3 separate regions of the Mus musculus genome follow, and all the other regions are linked to region 3. A link is a contact called in public promoter capture Hi-C data. All regions are on one chromosome and are shown on one strand. The core of a region is the stretch at or near the end of the contact, and the rest is flanking DNA. Distances in the headings are between cores, read along the strand shown. Region 1 holds the start of Nufip1 (nuclear fragile X mental retardation protein interacting protein 1). Region 2 holds the start of Tsc22d1 (TSC22 domain family, member 1). Region 3 holds the start of Epsti1 (epithelial stromal interaction 1 (breast)).

Region 1 (3,878 bases), core at 488-2,987, 1.8 Mb before region 3:
GCACATACCCACACACAAACACATGAATATAAATAATGGAACCTAATGCTGTGTATGCCAATTTTACAAACTACAGATCAAGAAGACAAAAGAAATTTCAATAAGAAATAAGCAAAAGACTATCAGAGCACAGTGGTAAAAAGATAATAAAAAATTAGAAAAGTGTTCAATTTAATTTCTCACAAGAAAATACAAGTTTAAATTACTACAAAATATGGCTTCAAAACACCAGATTGAAAAGACAGAGGAAAATGATTAGGGAGAACATGGAACAATCAGAACTCCTATACTCACTGAGGGCTTTGGTAAACTGGTAGGATTCTGAAACTGAGGGTGTATAACAGAGGAGATAGATAGACGGACAGACAGATAGATACACATGCACACACATACACAGTGCATAGTGGCACTCTTTGTAAGAGTTAAAAACAAAAACAAAACCAGAATCTACCCAAATGTCTGTTACCTGTACAATAGGTAAAGAAATTGCAGGGGATTTACCAAATTGAATTCACTCATACTTCTTCAACCTAACTGGGTAGAAATTTCCTTCCTAAAACAAAGAATAAAGGGAATTTTTAAAAATAACGGCACTAGAAATAAGATCTGGAAGGAAGAATCTGCCGGAGACATAGTCTCTGGGTAGCCAGAAAAACAAAGTCAGATCAACATTCTGTCAGTTTTGTTCTTTCCCAAGTAGAGTCAGCGCCGGCCTTCAAACTGGAACAAACACTAAAGCCGGAAAAGCATGAAAGAGTGTGCGAGGTATTGATGTGGCATAGATGCATGTTAAGGTTGCAAGACACAGTGAATTGGTGGAGACTGAGATATCCACAAATTAGTTGAACAGAATGTGTTAAATATTAGCGTAACTGGGGAGAGGAAAACCCGGAGGAAGACGTGACAATGCTCGGGAAGGTGACGCTTAAACTGGTATATGAAGGACGTTTTGTCAGGCATTTAAGTACAACCATAGCACCCCCAAAAGTCTATCGTCAAAGCATAAACTCGAACTGTGTGGGCACTGGGCTGCTGTGTAAGATGGAATGATAGAATGAGGTCGGGAAGTCAGGCCGGGGAGGAGAGAGGCACAGGATCTTTGGCAAGAGTCTTGTAAATCTGAAGATATAGAGATACTAGGTTCTAACTTGGGCTTCATCACGGACTAGCTGCGTGTCTTAGGCACCGATTCATCAGCCGCTGTCATCATTTGTAACACATGCACCATCCATCATCTTTTCTTATACAGTTGATGGAAGGGTTAAACAGACGACCGGACGAAGATTGATCAGTTAGCACAGTCCTATTCGTAATAATAGCAAATTGGGACTGTATAGTCATTTTAACGATGATCGGGTCCCAAACACTCAGGCGTTGCCCAGCTTTTCCCCCAGGGCGGACCGCGCCCACTCCACGGTGGTCGCCAGTCCTTCCCGGGAGTGCAGACGCCCGCTGCTGCTTACCCGGGCTCGGGTCCCGTTCCTCGTCCTCAACTGTCGCGTGCTCCTTGAAGCCTGGCGGCAGTGCCGGCCCGATCAGGTCCCTAGCCATTCGCTGCGACGCACAGTCGCTCAAAGCCCAAGCCAACCTGCACACGCAGTTTAGCTAAACCCAGGCTGGACGGTGTAGACCAGGATTTGCTGCAAGGCCCGAAGGTTTTTCCGGCTTTGTCTGATGACGTAAGCCCGCGATGGGCTCATTGGCCAGATTACTGTAACGGAAGTGACGCTTAATGATAGTTCCACAGTTGCACTTTGGGCTCGCTGCTTGCTAGGTGGCATGGCTGAACCGGCACCCGCCGTGTGGCCTTCGGCCCCGGATCTGACTCCCGCGCCCGGGACTCCGAGCGAAGCTGCGCCGCCGCGGGACAACTGGGTGTACTGGGCCATGCTGCCGCCGCCACCACCTCCTCTGTCGTCCCCAGTGGCGGGCTCGGAGCAGAGCCGGAAGGGACAGCCTCACGTGCTGCCCCAGCCTCCCTCCGGAGCGCTTCCACCGTTCGATGCTCAGATTCTTCCCGCGGCGCAGCCTCCTTTCGATGCCCAGGCTCCGCCCGATGCTCAATCTCAGTTCAGCGGCCAGCAGGCCTGGAATTTGCAAGCCTCCACGCCTTGGTACTGGGGATTGTCTCCTAATGGTTTTTCCACGTACCACACGTCTTACCAATCTCCGGGTAAGCTGCAGTTCCTAGTGGCCCTACTTTACTTTCTCTTTCTTTCCTCTCCCAGCTTTCTCTTTTTATCTCTCAGCTTTGCGCTGTAGTTTTGGAGGCTGGTAATGAGTATTCAAAATGTGTCTCACTAGGTTTCCTGCCACCTGCTCATCCAAAATTTTATTAATTTAACCCAACTATAAAACTGGGGACTACTTGCATAGCAGTAAACAAAACATACAAAAATCCATACCTTTTGAGAGCTTCCTATCCCCTCAGTGTAGGAAGACGCGATACAGGAGATAAAACTAGGTATTAGGAAGTAATGATTGTATGTATGCATTAGAAAAGGATTGATTGGGGGGGAGGTGGAGAAATGGGTTGGCGATGAGACTCTATTGCTCTTGCAGAGGACCAAAGCTCGGTTCTCAACATCCACACTGGGCTCTCAACTGCCTGTAACTCCAGCCTCAGAGGAGCCGATAGCTTTCTTCTGGCCTCCAAGAGTACCTGCACTCCATGCTACCTACACAGTTTTTGTTTTTAATCTAAGAAAAAAATGATCAATAAACAATTGTACCTTTGCAATCTTAAATGAAACCCTCTTTTCTTTTTTAGTTACACATTCTTATTTTCCACGATCACATGATGCAAAATTCAATTTGCCTCAAAACAGAAAACAGAAAACGAAGGTAATTCCAAGATGATAAATGTGGCCTTTTGAACTTGAATGTTACTGCTCTATATATTAAGTTGTAACTGTCAGTGTTTCACATCTGTGGTGGACATGGAGAGCTTTACTTGGGTAGTATGTTTAAGGAACTTAATTATAAGTAAAATGTTGAAACAAAATAGTATTGAAAAATAAATGATGAAATTATAGGAAAAGAAAGAACATTAAAACCGTCTTGGTGCCAGGCGGTGGTGGCTCACACCTTTAATCCCAGCACTCGGGAGGCAGAGGCAGGTGGATTTCTGAGTTCGAGGCCAGCCTGGTCTACAAAGTGAGTTCCAGGACAGCCAGGGCTGCACAGAGAAACCCTGTCTCGAAAAAACAAAACAAAACAAAAAACAAAACAAAACAAAAAACAAACAACTGTCTTGGTACAGACTTAGTAGGGGTTATGCTTACAAATAAATGTGAGTGTTAAAACCAGTGAAGTTTATTTAAAACCTAGGGGTTGAAGAACCCGTTCACAGGGATTGCGGATCAGATATGCTGCATACCAGATGTTTACGTTACAGTTCGTGACGGCAGCAGAATTACAGTTATAAAGTAGCAGCGAAAGTAATTTTAGGGTTGGGGGGGTCACCAGAACATGAGGAATGTATTAAAGGGTTACAACATTAGGAAGTTTGAGAACCACTAGTTCAAAAAACTATGAAGATTGGGACTGACAGCTGGAACTTTAGGAGAAGACTGGGAATCCCAAGTTTTTCTTAACTGAGTTGGAAGCCAAGCCAAATTGTAATAACAAATCTTTTATTTTTCATAATCTTGCTGTTTTTTGGTTTTTGTTTTTTTTTGTTTTTTGTTTTTTTTGTTTGTTTGTTTGTTTGTTTTTTCGAGGCAGGGTTTCTCTGTATAGCCCTGGCTGTCCTGGAGCTCACTTTGTAGACCAGGCTGGCCTCGAACTCAGAAATCCACCTGCCTCTGCCTTCCGAGTGCTGGGATTAAAGGCATGCGCCACCACGCCCGGCATCTTGCTGTTTTTTGAGACAGGAT
Region 2 (4,174 bases), core at 580-3,079, 1.5 Mb before region 3:
GGGCTTGGGAGATTCCCTGCAAACATCCGTGCCACATGCTAGCAGTCTCGACCCTGCCCGTCGAAGGGCGAGGGACCGCGTGGCAACTACCACCGCTCTGCACAAAAGGTACCACTGCTGTGGGGGAAGACACCCGATTCTATCGGGGCATCCCCGGAAGGGGCGAGGGCGGTGCGGGTCGAGGGGGAGGCCAGGTTGCTGCTTGGAGAAGGAGGAGGAGGAGGGTTCCGCCACGCGCCGAGGAAGAAAGCCTGACTCATGTCGTGGCAGCAGCGGAGGGCTCCTGGGAGCTGCAACTCGTGATGCTGCTGTTGCTGAGGAGAAAAGCCTCATTACCCGTTCCGCAGGCCGGGGCGGGGGAGCCACCGCCCCAGGGCGCGCACACCCGAGACCTAGCGCTCCGCACCCGCCTCGCCGCCGGGGTCCGCGTGGGAGACAGCAGCGGACACGCCTAACCTGCGCGCACGCGCGCGGCGTGGTTCCCCCCCCCCCTCCCAGCCCCACCCCAGCCTCTCCACGCGACCCGGATTCGCTCGCTCGCGCGCCCGAGTGCCCCACCCCCCACCGCCCTCCGGCGTCGGCGACTCCGCCGGCCTTCGGTAATTTCCGTGGGAGACGGAGCCGAGAGCTCGGCGCGGACCGAAGACAGGCCACCTCCCCTGGTCAGACCCGGCTTTATGTCTGCAGCGCCGGCGCGCACGCGCAGACGCCATCTTCCCTCCTCTCCTCCACGACCCCTCCCCCCTGCCACCTCCTCCTCCTCCTTCTCCTCGGTCAGAGCTCGACCCTCCTCCTCTCGCGCTGGGGCGCTGGTCCCTCCTCTCTTGATGCCGCGAGAGACCAGGGGATACGGAGCAGCCCGAGAAGAGCACTAGTAACAACCATCACAGCCCCCTCCTCGCCCGACGCCCTCCCACTCCCCCGCCCCGCGCCGCCACCGACCAACCCCACCTCTCATTTCTTTGAACGGCGTCGGCTGCAGCCGCTGCACCAGCCCCGTCTGGCCGCCACCGCCGCGAAAAGGAGCCACCGCCGCCCGCGGCCCCCTCCCTCCCTCTCTCCCTCCCTCCCGGTCGCGGGAGCAGCTCGGTGCCGAACCAGCCGGCGGGCCGAGAAGAGGACGCGAGCTCGCCCCTCCGCTCCCGCGCACGTCCCGCCGCCCGCCGGAGCAGCCCGGGCGCCGGCGCCCTTCCTCTCCGAGGACGTGTGGCGAGCCGAGCGCCTGCCCCGAGGGAGGAAAATGCTCGGGCTCCATGGCTGCCAGTGATGGAGCGGTCCCTGGGCTCCCGCTGCTGCTGCCGCCACCGCCGCCGCCGCCGCGCCCCGGCCGCGCTCCGCGAGGATCCGGCGTCTCTGCGCGCCCGCCCGCGCCTCGTTGCTGGGCTCACCGTACCGGGCGCCCCGCCACCGCCCCGCTCGCAGCCGCGCCGCCCGGGCCCCAGCCGCGGCCAGCCTTTCCTCCCGGAGCAGCCGTCGCGAGCCCAGGGGGTTTGAGAGGGGCCGCGGGCCGTGGGGGGAGGCCCGAGCGGGGCCGGCCGCGCCGGCAGGGGAGGTTGGAGCGACGCTGAGCTCAGGGCTCGCCGGCGGCCGCGGCGCCGGGGGTGGCGAGGGCCGGGGCGACCGCTCGCTCCGCGCTGCCTCGGTGCAGGACGAGCGGAGGGGCTTTTGCAGCGGCCGTCGCCGCGGGAGGAGGGGGTTGAGCTGGCTCCGGAGTTGGCCAAAGAAGGTGGGCATTTCTCGCTTCTCCTCGCCTCCCCCGCCCCCTCCTGGGCTCCCCTCCCTCCCGCCCCGCACCCCACGTGAAGCGGAATATAAAGGGGGGTGTGTGACTGGAGGGGGAAGTGAATGGCGAAGGACTGAAGGGGTCCCCCTTCGGTTCCCCAGCCACCTGGTTCACCCGGTTCATCCTCCCTTCCCGAAGTTAGCCCTCGAAGGCACGAGCAGCCGGCGCCTTCGGCAGAGGAGGAGGAGGAGGAGGGATCGCGTCGGGCGGAGCTTCAGGTCCTGTTCGTCTCTCCGGCTTCTCCATACAAAGATTACGGTGCAGAAGGAAATTGCACTTGCCTCCTCCGCCCCCCGGTACCCAGCACAATGCACCAGCCGCCGGAGTCCACCGCCGCGGCGGCCGCTGCTGCAGACATTAGTGCTAGGAAGATGGCGCACCCGGCAATGTTCCCTCGAAGGGGCAGCGGTGGTGGCAGCGCCTCTGCTCTCAATGCAGCAGGTACGGGCGTCAGTGGTGCTGCTCCATCTTCTGAAGATTTTCCTCCTCCTTCGCTGCTCCAGCCGCCGCCTCCTGCTGCATCTTCCACGCAGGGACCCCAGCCTCCGCCTCCACAAAGCCTGAACCTCCTCTCGCAGGCTCAGCTGCAGGGACAGCCTCTTGCGCCAGGCGGAACTCAGATGAAAAAGAAAAGTGGCTTCCAGATAACTAGCGTTACTCCGGCTCAGATCTCTGCCAGCATCAGCTCCAACAACAGCATCGCGGAGGACACCGAGAGCTACGACGATCTGGATGAGTCGCACACGGAAGATCTCTCCTCTTCCGAGATCCTCGACGTCTCCCTTTCCAGGGCCACTGACTTAGGTGAGCCTGAACGAAGCTCCTCAGAGGAGACTCTGAATAACTTCCAGGAAGCTGAGACACCTGGGGCAGTCTCTCCTAACCAGCCCCACCTTCCTCAGCCTCATTTGCCTCACCTTCCACAACAGAACGTTGTGATCAATGGGAATGCCCATCCCCACCACCTCCATCATCACCATCACCCTCATCATGGGCACCACCTTCACCATGGGCACCATCATTCATCACATGCTGCTGTGGCCGGTCCATCCATTCCCGGAGGGCCACCCTCGAGCCCAGTGTCCAGGAAACTCTCTACAACTGGAAGTTCTGATGGTGGTGTGCCAGTCGCACCTCCTCCTGCAGTACCATCGAGTGGCTTACCAGCATCAGTGATGACGAACATCCGTACTCCAAGTACTACAGGAAGCCTAGGTATAAATTCGGTTACTGGCACGAGCGCTACGAATAATGTTAACATTGCTGCTGTGGGTAGTTTCAGTCCCAGTGTGACGAACAGCGTGCATGGTAATGCTAATATAAATACAAGCAATATCCCTAATGCTGCTAGCATAAGTGGTGGGCCTGGAGTTACCAGTGTTGTTAATTCGAGTATCTTGAGTGGCATGGGCAATGGTACCGTTTCTTCCTCTCCTGTTGCTAACAGTGTCCTTAATGCAGCTGCAGGTATCACTGTGGGAGTGGTTTCCAGTCAGCAGCAGCAGCAGCAGCAGCAGCAACCAACAGTTAACACATCGAGGTTCAGGGTTGTGAAGTTAGACTCTACTTCTGAACCCTTTAAAAAAGGTCGATGGACTTGCACAGAATTCTATGAGAAGGAAAACGCTGTGCCAGCTACAGAAGGCGTGGCCGTCAATAAAGTGGTGGAGACGGTGAAGCAAACCCCCACGGAAGCATCGTCCTCGGAGAGGGAGAGCACTAGTGGGAGTTCTGTGAGCAGTAGTGTGAGCACACTGAGTCACTACACGGAGAGTGTGGGAAGTGGAGAGATGATGGGAGCCCCGGCTGTGGTGGCGCCGCAGCAGCCGCCGCTACCACCAGCGCCTCCAGGTCTTCAAGGTGTGGCTCTCCAACAGCTAGAGTTCAGTAGCCCTGCTCCACAGAGTATTGCGGCGGTTAGTATGCCACAGAGTATTTCTCAGTCACAGATGTCACAAGTACAGTTACAGCCTCAAGAGTTGAGCTTTCAGCAGAAGCAGACTCTTCAGCCTGTCCCTCTGCAAGCCACCATGAGTGCCGCAACTGGTATCCAGCCTTCCCCTGTCAGCGTGGTCGGCATCACGGCGGCTGTAGGTCAGCAGCCTTCTGTTTCCAGCCTGGCTCAACCGCAGCTGCCATATTCTCAGACAGCTCCTCCCGTGCAAACTCCTCTTCCAGGGGCACCACCCCAGCAGTTACAATATGGGCAGCAGCAACCAATGGTTCCTGCGCAGATAGCCCCAGGCCATGGCCAGCCAGTGACTCAAAATCCAACTTCAGAGTATGTGCAGCAGCAGCAGCAGCCAATATTTCAAGCAGCATTGTCCTCTGGGCAGTCCAGTTCCACGGGCACGGGGGCAGGAATATCAGTGATTCCTGTGGCTCAGGCAC
Region 3 (4,053 bases), core at 1,134-3,633:
CTCTCTCTCTCTCTCTCTCTCTCTCTCTCACACACACACACACACACACACACACACACACACACACACATGGATGGTGAGAGAGTAAATCACATGCAAGTGGATAAGGCATCCTGGGATATCCTAAGGAAGCATGTAGGCACCTCCTGCCATAGTGAATCACAAATATGAGTTTAATCAGGGAACATGGTAGAACAGTGAGCAGGCTAAGAATCTCTGTCTTGCCTGTGGGCCTCTGATTCAGTCTCATGTTTAGAACTTGAATTGTAGAGTATGGTTTGGGTTGTATAGTAAATAGGATCAAACAATATATATCTTTGAAATCAGTACCACCATTACTAGCTGTTTGGGGTTTGGGGCTGGGTTTCCCCTAACTTGCCTTTTCCCTTCCTCAAATGTTAAATCCAATGCCACGGATCTTCTCTTTGAAGCAAGGATTCCTGTGACATTCCCCAAGAACTCATGACTGGGCCCAGTACAGCCTCCAGGCAGGTCATGCTGGCCTTCTCCTAAGGTCACCATGGCAGCTGTGACATGACTGGAGCTTTCTGTTGGGGTCTATCATGAGGATTTGGCTGCTTCTGGGCATGGGCATTTGGGTCTGGGTGACTCTCCTGTGGGGCTGCTGTCTGAACACTATTTCATGTTTAGCGGTGTCTTGGCTTCTCCCCACTAGATGCCAGGTATCCTTCCTCCTCTAGGTTCCACTGTGACAACTGCCTCTAGGCTTTGCCTAATGTCTGTTGGAGGCAAAACTCAACTCGGACAACCATTGATATTAAGTATCTCCTTAGTCCTCACAACACCTTACAAGGTGGAGACGGGGACTTCTGCTCCCACAGTGCAGATGAGGAAAATGGGACCTCAAAGAAAGCAAACTTACCTCTGCCCTGGGGCCAGCATGTGTCCATGATCTCAGAGTGATGTAAGGCCTCCCTTCCCTCCCTCCACTGCCCCTGGGGATGGATCAGTTCTCCCTGGTGTTCATTTGCTTGTTTAGTTTTGTTTGTTTTCTTTAACCTATGTTATCTCTAGTTTGGTTTGGGTTTTAATGTCTACTTTGTATTTCCCACACAGCGGCCTTACTGCTAATACACATCTCTGGCCTAGCTTTACTAACCAGGTCCTCAGTTTTTCTTCCTGTTATTAACCTGTTCATTTTTCCATCTCGCCTTCACTTTGACTTTCTCAAGCTCTATGGAGAGCCCCCCTGCCCCTGCCTCCACCCCCCTGTTGCCGGTTCTTCCCCCGCTGGCCCACCCCCATTGCCGTCTACATTGCCTTCAGCACTGGTTCATAGAATGGTCTTGGATCAGCCTCACTGAGAACTGTTGGAAGGGCAATTCCTTAGGCCCACTCCAGAGCTGAACTCTAGGGTAAGCACCTACATACCCGTTCTAACACACCCATCATGTGGTTCTAATCCTCTCTGAGCTTTGAGACGCTCTGGCCCACTTAACCAAGCCCCAACACCTCCTCGTTGTGGTGTGTGCAGCAGACTATGCACTCCAATGGCCACTGCCTTCTCCCTTCCTATTTTACCACTTGCACTTAACGACCTTTCAGTTTTATTCTCTTATTAGCTATCCAACATGCATTTGTCTTTCTGCTCTAAGCACCAATAATAAATAAACCAAGACAGTGAAACTTCTGGGCGGCCAGTTGCCAAGCAGAAAGGCTCTGCCGTAGGACGTCACCTGGATGGGTACACACCACATAATTTTATAGCAGAAGCCCTGTCATAATGCCCTACCACCACCACCCCAGCCACACAGTCACATCAGGATTTTCTGGAACCTTAAAAACAAAACTAAACAAACAAAGGATGCCAGAACATAGTCCAAGACCTATGGAAATAGTCTTGTAAACCTGGTCTTTGTTTTTAACGTTTCAACAGAGCTGGATCACTGGAAGCTGTGCTTAGGACCGGCATTCAATCCGTCGGTTTTTGAATGCTTAGTCAATCACTTAGAGAGGCTAACAGGCCCTCGGCTCTGCCTATCCCTCAGCTCGCCTCTCCAGCTCTGCTGTTTTGTTTGTTTGTTTGTTTGTTTGTTTTTCTTTCTTCTGATTTCACTTTCCACTTCCTCTGACCGCCAAACAGCAGCCACAACTAACAAACGGAACTATTCTTTTTCTGTTCCATTGCTTTTAGTTATTGTCCTAATCTATGGGGACTCAAGGTAATATGTCCCCGGGTGTCCAGCTTCTGACAGTGACCTCAAATCAGGGACACCCCTTAAACAGCTCAAGTTTCTCCAGGTTTCTGGCTATTTTGCACCAGCTTAGAAGCTTCCCAAGGCTCATCATAATGATCTCTGGTGCTCTCTGCAGTGGCTATGAATCCCTGAGCCCGATCACCTGCAGCTGGGTGAACCAGCTCAGTTCTTCAGCCTTGCTAGAGGCAGGCTCAGCCCAGGAAGCTAACCTGTGAGAAAGTCCAAGGGTGTCCGGGTAGAGAATGAATGAGGAAGTTCTCTGAACCCAGCGGGTGGTTAAAGAGAAATCGAAACTCAGCTGTTAAAACCGCTCTCCTTGCTCTTCAGAACCCCTTCCTCGAGCCTCCTTAGAAGCCCTTACCAGCATCCGTCCCTCAAAGGCTGTGGCCAGGACCCCACGGGCTGTGGACCATGTACACCCGCAGTAAGGTGGTGGGCCCAGGCTTGGGCACTTCCTCCATCTCTCGGGACCACGCTGGAGCTGGGCAGCGCAGGGAGCTGGGCTTGCAGCAAAACCGGAGACAGAGTTTGGAGGTGGCAGCTCCCGAGGGCCCCAAGATGGAGAGGCAGGGGCATGCTGACCAGGGAAGGTAAGTATTTGCAAGCTGCCTTGGAAGCAGGAAGTCCTGTTCCCGAATATAATCAGGCCCCAGGTACCTTCCTGGTCTTTGGAGTTTGAAATCACAGAGGCTTAATAACAGGGATTTTGAAAGAGTTATATATCATTTACCTCTTTAAAATCACCTAGGAATTGATTTATTATGCCTTGCACCTGCCTGTTTGCAGACCTTTATAGCAGATTCTCACCCCCAGTCCACTGATTCTTAAGACTGGCTCAAGGATTAAAAGATGAATACATGCAACCTGGGCTTTTCATTCTTTATGAAAGTAAGTTTTTCTTTACTAGAGAAAGGGGTGGCGGCTCTAAATGGGACTACCATGCTAGAATAAAGGCAAGAAGGAGCGTGATGCAGAGGGTCCAGATAGCCTTAAAGCTATCTGGAAGTTCTCTAATGGTCTAACTTAAAGTTTCCATCAGTACAGCTGGGAGTGAGGACCCCAGACGCTCAAGATTGGATTGCATGCTAAGCAAAGCAGGGACTCATAGGAGGCGTTTATTCTTGATCTGCTGTTTAAGGACTGACGGTGGCATCCTGAACTCGAGCTCCCCCCCCCAATTTTTTATTAGATATTTTCTTCATTTACATTTCAAATGCTATCCCGAAAGTCCCCTATACCCCCCCCCCCGCTTCCCTACCCACCCACTCCCACTTCTTGGCCCTGGTGTTCCCCTGTATTGGGGCATATAAAGTTTGAAAGCAAGCTTTGTAGAACACCAGCGACCCTCTCCTTGCACGGGGTGGAATGGGCTTTTTTTTTTCCCACTCAGCACCATGGTTTGAAGTGCCGCCTCTGTGAATTAGAACTGTACAAATGGTTTTATTTTTAGTTTCCCTGCTTTGCAGCGACTTCTTTGTTGCAAGAAAGACAAATGCTGGTTGCTAAGGAACAGCTACCTAACCTTATGACCAATACACACTAGCACTAGAGATTCTTTCATCCCCATGTCGTTTCTGAAGGTAGGGAGGTTATGATACCATTCAGGGTAGCTACCCTTAGATGGGGCAGGTGATCTGGGAGTCAATCAGAGACTGTGGAATTTCTCTCAGAATAACTGGCATCTTGCCATAACCGAAGTTCATTAACTCCGAGTCACATGTCTATAAACTGGTCTCACACTTATGAGTAGTTAATGATAAAAATCCTTTTATTAGGAAGCATCCATTTAGATATAAGCACGTCTTTGTATGCTCCTCTCATCTCGTGGGCACTA

What was found. Promoter capture Hi-C pulls out the DNA fragments that hold promoters and counts their contacts. Capture Hi-C pulls out chosen DNA fragments and counts their contacts.
Region 1: a promoter capture Hi-C map of liver shows a contact between it and region 3, with 4 times the contacts expected there. The contact joins the promoter of Nufip1 here to the promoter of Epsti1 in region 3.
Region 2: a promoter capture Hi-C map of pre-B cells shows a contact between it and region 3, with 4 times the contacts expected there. The contact joins the promoter of Tsc22d1 here to the promoter of Epsti1 in region 3. A contact is called at or near these places in 2 of 39 promoter capture datasets (hippocampal neurons and pre-B cells).

Annotation. Positions count from the first base shown.
Region 1 is chr14:76,109,154-76,113,031 of GRCm38.p6, forward strand. Nufip1 (nuclear fragile X mental retardation protein interacting protein 1) reads left to right here and starts at 1,738. Exons shown (of 10, transcript NM_013745.5): 1 at 1,738-2,173; 2 at 2,771-2,844. The coding sequence starts at 1,780. Gpalpp1 (GPALPP motifs containing 1) reads right to left here and starts at 1,662. Exons shown (of 8, transcript NM_026177.3): 1 at 1,464-1,662. The coding sequence starts at 1,551.
Region 2 is chr14:76,413,992-76,418,165 of GRCm38.p6, forward strand. It overlaps Tsc22d1 (TSC22 domain family, member 1), which reads left to right and starts at 1,830. Exons shown (of 3, transcript NM_207652.3): 1 at 1,830-4,174. The coding sequence starts at 2,092.
Region 3 is chr14:77,901,856-77,905,908 of GRCm38.p6, forward strand. It overlaps Epsti1 (epithelial stromal interaction 1 (breast)), which reads left to right and starts at 2,384. Exons shown (of 12, transcript NM_029495.2): 1 at 2,384-2,809. The coding sequence starts at 2,631.